Regions from separate parts of the Mus musculus genome. Here region 2 is linked to region 1. Evidence: chromatin contacts called from public HiChIP or PLAC-seq data. All regions are on one chromosome and are shown on one strand. The core of a region is the stretch at or near the end of the contact, and the rest is flanking DNA. Distances in the headings are between cores, read along the strand shown. Region 1 has its middle 11 kb from the start of Gm12865. Region 2 holds the start of Lincred2 (a long non-coding RNA gene).

Region 1 (2,783 bases), core at 98-2,597:
AGTTGGTTGGTTGGTTTGGGGGTTGTATTTTGGGTTTTGGCTTTGTTTTAAAGATTTACTTTTAGTTTATGTGTATTCTGTGTGCATGGGTGTAAGTGCACCGTGTGTATACAGAGGCTGAGGAGGCCAAAAGGAAATGTCAGAAATACCCTGGAACTGGAGATACAACAGATTGCTAGCCACATGGCAGTGCTGGGACCCAGATCTGGGCCCTCTGCAGGAACAGCAAACACTTCTAACACGGAGCCATCATGTCTCCACACCCTTGCTTTGTTTTGTTTTGGTTTTGAGACAAGGCCTCAGTTTTGAAACAAGTTCTCAGGTAGCCAAGGCTTACCTCAGACTTAGTCTACAGCTGAGGATGACCTTGACCCTTGACCTTCAGAGTCTCCAGCCTCCTGCTGGGACTGCAGGCATGTGTTCCAGTGCCAGGCCTGCCATTGTGTGTGTCTGTGACTGAGCACGTCCTACACCACATCAGATATGGAGGGCTGTACCTAGACTTCACGTACTTATTCACCCTTCACAACCCCGAGAGAGACAGGCTGTTCTTAGCTGAGACGAGAGGGGCACCATACAGAAGGGAGCGGATCAGGCTTGCACAGTTAGCCACAAGAGTTCCCACCCTGTTGTGCATCCATAGCTGGCTCTTTGAGCAGAACAACCCATAGGCTAGCAGCCCTTCCATCCTCCCGGGATCTGAGAACCCTTCTGTGTAGCTCAAACCCTTTTCAGCTACCCCACCTACCCACCCACCTTTGCTCTGTCTCTTGGCCATACCCCTCCCCTGCCTACCTACGCCCACCCCATCTAAAGTACTTGTCAGTTCAACCCTACCTCCATCTGTCAAAACGTTTATATCCTTCAAGCCAAACAAAACGGCTTTTCTTGCCTGTGCTGAAAGAGCCGTGATGGAGGGCTAACTTGGGGAGACCGTGGATCTGAGAACATGGGGGGGAGTAAGACCAGATTATCATAAGGAACCTTTCTTGATCAGAGAGTCTAGAATTCTTGCTTTCAGGAGGCCCTTGAAACAAAGGTAGACTTGTCCTTTAACCTTCACAGAATGAAGAGAATGTCAGGCCTAGGAAGGACTTCAGAGGAAAAAAAAAACCCACTCCCTTCTCTTTGCCCCCAGGGATGCCTACGCCCAGGGAGGGGCAGAGGCCTGGCGGACCTTCTGGCTGATGGTGGGAGGAAAGGCCGTGCTCGCTTGCCTACTACAGGACCCATCTCAGCAGGTCCCCAGGCTGCAGAGAAAAGAGTGGGAGGGGCCTGGAAGAGCGACTGCTGTGGAGCCTGGCTCTGAGCCTGTCTGGCCAGGCCTGCTGGGCTCCAGGAGGCCTCAGTAGTTTTCCATAGCCAGTAGGCCAACAGCCTGGGCCATGTGCTACCCTCTCCCCTTGCCCTCCACATTCCTCTGCATATTCAGGCAGGACAGCGGCATTCTTTGGAGCTGGAGAAAAAGCAGGGATAGGGGCAGAAACCCAGATATATGCAAGATTTTCAGATAAGAGTTTGGCCAGAAACACGGGGGTCAGGAGAGATCACAAAGATGCCAATAAGGTGAAGCGTCCCAGACCCGCAGAGCCACGTCCAGCCGTTGCTCCAAAGATGTGGCAGGTCCCTTCTCAGAGGCATGCACAGATAAGACTACCACAGAGATGCACGTTCCCACCCCAGGCCACCCCCATGCCTCTGCCATCCCAAACTGTCTCATCTATAACAAACAAGAGACGCGGAATGTGTACGGGCCTTTAGTTCCAGAACAGCAACTGGAATTCCTTATTCTGTTCCCAGGAGCTGGGGTGGATCTCTGCACATCTCCACCACTGTGGCCCTTTCTTTGGGTCCTGACATTCCATCTGTGTGGACAGAGTAGAGAGACTTCTGGGAAGCCCTTTCCTTGATTCCATCCAATCCACTCTCTCCTCCTACATCTCTGCTCTCATCTGGTTTCCTCCCTCCGGCCCTATGGCTGTTAACCAAGAGATTGACTGAATACATTTATGGGATCCATCATACAGAAAGACCAGGAAGGAGACCTTAAGCACACACCAACCTTGTGCTGCAGGCTTCCCTCTAGCTGTTTTGTGATCACCTAGGAGCAAAGCCAGCGTGCTAGCTGGCTGCCTGCACTTAACTCCATGCTTGGGGAGGGCAGAAGAGAGCCGCAGACCCAGCTAGCTTTCCACCTTAGTTGAACTCTTTGAGCCTCTCATTTCTGGTTTATCAATTGGGAATAAAATGCTATCTAACTCTCAAGGAAACAGTTGATTATGGTGCCTAATTTCAGGTAATGGCTTTAACCAAGCAGGGAGCTAGGACAAATCAGTTGATAATACAGCTTTTCCCTGTCTGATGAAAACTTCACGATTAACTGGGAACTTGGGAGCCCTGTCCAGAGTACAGCTCTCAGCCCATGGGCCCCTCACCTTCATACCCACAGGCCCCCAGCCATACCACTTGTTCCCACGCTGCCCAGTCAGCCGGATGGGATTTGAAGCCCCAAGGGATCAACTGGGACTGCACAGAAGCCGCCTTGTCCCAGGGGGGACTCTTTGGTCACGTTGATGGTGCCCAACCCACCTCCACCAGGCCAGCCAGCTTCAAGGGTTTGCACCGGATTTCCTGGCTGGGTGCCCAGCACCCTGCAGGCTGTTTGGGGACACACGGTGTAGGAACAGCGGGGTCTCTGAGAGAGGTTCCCACCTAGCTCTCTCCGCCCACTTCCAACTAGGTATCTGAGCTAGATTCCCAGCACCACCCTAGAAGGGCATAGA
Region 2 (2,700 bases), core at 155-2,654, 42 kb after region 1:
CATAGATGTCATGAGCCAACATGTGGGTGCTGAGAAGTGAACCCAAGGTCTGCAGGAAGAGCAAGTGCCCTTAACCGCCACACCCTCTCTCCAGCCCCACATAATGTTAAGTGAAAAGGAAGAGAAAGCCAGCTGGGAAACAATGCTTCTTGGTGGGTATTTAACTGGATTTACTTAGAAGAGAGCCTAGAAGAGTTCAGATAATCTCTGAGTTCAAGGCCAGCTTGGTCTGCAGAGTGAGTTCCAGAATAGCCAGGGCTACACAGAGAAACCCTGTCTTGAAGAAAAGGTAGAAAAAGAATCAGATAACAAATGATTATCCCTCCCCCAGGGGTGGGGATAATTTATTCACATTACATCCTGATTGCAGCCCCGCCTACCATTCTCCCCCTTCCACCGCCCCTCCTCCATCACCTCTGAGAAGGGGACAGTCCCCACCTGGGTCCCAATCCACTCTGGCACCTCAAGTCACTGCAGGACTAGGTTCATCTCTCCCACTGACACCAGACAACGTAGCCCAGTTAGGAGCACAGGATCTACAGGCATGCAACAGAGTTGTCAGGGACAACCCCAGCTCCAGTAGTTGGGGGACCTGCATGAAGACCAAGCTGCTCCACATTGTGTAGGTTGGGCTGGAGATGGGGGCTAGGTCCAGTCTTTGTAAGCTCTTTGGCTGGTGTTTAAGTCTCTTGGAGCTGGTTCTGTTCTTTTCAGTCAGCTGCATTTTCTAGGCTTGATATGTATTTATTTTTTAAATTATTTGTTTGAGACAAGATCTCACTATGTAGCCCTGGCTGGCCCCGAACTCATTATGTAGATCAGGCTGGCCTCAAATTCATAGAGATCTACCTGCTTTTGCCTCCTGCGTGCTAGAATTAAAGGCGTGAGTCATGGCCCAATGCCTAGCTTGTTAATTTTAAATTATTCACAAAGGCAGGATTCATGACTTATGTCCACTGGTTAACAGGGAAAAGAATGAGTGAGTTTTATTCTATAACATTCATTTATTTATTTAATGAGCATCCAATCATGGACTGGCATTGTTCTGAGTGAGTTCTTGTTAGTCCCAAATCTAAAGTAAGGACACTGTGAAGAAGTGGGGGAGGGGGGAGGCAGGAAGGCCTAGGGCACCTGTTCCTGCTTGAAAGCACACAGTCCTTGCTTCCCAGTTGAATGTGCCCCCTTTTCACCTCCTAAGTGACGCATCTGGGTGTCTGTCCACAGGAACCAGCTTGCCCCATTCACGTGAGACACAAGCATCCATGCTACTTGTGAAGAGACAGAAAACAAACATGGGCTGAGGTGACCCATCACCACTCTGGGAACTCTCTGAGTTCTTGCCCACTCAACAAATTCCTCCAGCCACCTCAGGAAGAGCATACCCTCCCCCTCTGTTGTGTCAGATAAGGGAGAGGAGGCCCAGGAAAGGAAAGCCACTTGCGCAAGGTGACCCCCTGTCAGAAGAGCTGAGACTTGAGCAGGGCTCCTCCCTACAGAGCAGCCTCTCCCATCTCGGTAGGGCTCCTAACTCCCTCTATCACCTCCACTACCAGCCTTCCCTCTGTGCTGGGTTATCTGTTAATGACAGCACCCCAGGTCTTGTCTTGAGATTCAGCTGCCATGGAGGTATGAGGTAGGTGTTATTTATTGATGAGGAGGCAGGCTCAGGGAGATCACAGCCTGGCCAGGTCACACAGCCCTGGAGTAGAGATGCTGGGACTTGCAACCTGCCCTAACTGGTTCCAGAAGTGGGAACCTACACACCTGCACCTCCCTGCCTGGCTTCTGGTCCCCACTCAGCCTCCTCTACACAATACAGGGCTCCGAGCTTTTTCTCCCTCTTCGTTTCTGTTTTTGCTGTTTGCTTGTTATTTGCTTTCTTGTTTTGATACAGGGTTTCACTATGTAGCCCTTAGCTGGCCTGGAATTTACCACAAAGATCAGGAGTTTCTCAGACTCTTAGAGATCAGCCTGCCTTTGCTTCCCAAGTGCTGGGATCAGGCTAGACCACCTTTACAGCATTTGTTGTCTTCTATCAGGATGTCAGCTGTGCAGTTGTAAGAGACAAGGCAGAGGAGGCCAGGGGAAAGGATGCTTGTAAGAGGAATGCCTCCAGTCCGGCAGTGGTGGCACATGCCTTTAATCCCAGCACTTGGGAGGCAGAGGCAGGCAGATTTCTGAGTTTGAGGCCAGTCTGGTCTACAGAGTGAGTTCCAGGACAGCCAGGACTACACAGAGAAACCCTGTCTCGAAAAACCAAAAAAAAAAAACAAAAAACAAAAAAACCAAAAAAACAAACAAAAAAAAACAAACAAAAAAAAGGAATGCCTCTGTTTATTAACTTGTAAGCATCCATACATCATTCTCTTATGCCAACCAGTCCTTTCTGAAAAGGCACAGTTGCTCAAAAAAAAAAAAAAAAAAAAAAAATGGAGGGTGGTGGCTTGGAGGTGGAAGTGGAAATATTTAACCTGGGGAAACATAGTTGTGATCATTCAACCAACAAATATATATAAGTCTTTCCGTGTGTGTGTGTGTGTGTGTGTGTGTGTGTGTGTGTGTGTGTGTGTGTGTGTGTGTGTAGGAGGGTTATGCAAATAGAGGAGAAATAGACACAAGGACATTGACCAGACCACTGGCATGACTTCCGTCCCTGCAATCTAAAATAGGTGGATGGTCACCATCTCTGCGAGCATTCCC

What was found. HiChIP or PLAC-seq counts read pairs in DNA pulled down with a chosen protein or histone mark.
Region 2: a contact with region 1 is called in an H3K27ac HiChIP or PLAC-seq map of embryonic stem cells, with 14 read pairs. The contact joins the promoter of Lincred2 here to the enhancer-like site in region 1. A contact is called at or near these places in 1 of 15 datasets of contacts at CTCF or cohesin (CD8 T cells), 8 of 484 Hi-C or Micro-C datasets (the AML12 cell line, cerebral cortex, embryonic stem cells and 2 more), 9 of 115 datasets of contacts at active chromatin or transcription factors (cardiomyocytes, embryonic stem cells, fetal liver and 2 more) and 1 of 9 other capture datasets (embryonic stem cells).

The regions. Positions count from the first base shown.
Region 1 is chr4:119,007,409-119,010,191 of GRCm38.p6, forward strand. No RefSeq gene overlaps it. Among named protein-coding and RNA genes, the nearest start is that of Gm12865, 11 kb to the left of the region's middle. Within about 2 kb of position 1,348, at least 66 of the 459 cell types and tissues checked have an H3K27ac peak or open chromatin away from gene starts, as enhancers often do. A contact at or near this core is called in cerebral cortex, embryonic stem cells and forebrain, where this site is marked.
Region 2 is chr4:119,049,602-119,052,301 of GRCm38.p6, forward strand. It overlaps Lincred2 (a long non-coding RNA gene), which reads left to right and starts at 1,405. Exons shown (of 4, transcript XR_868064.2): 1 at 1,405-1,633.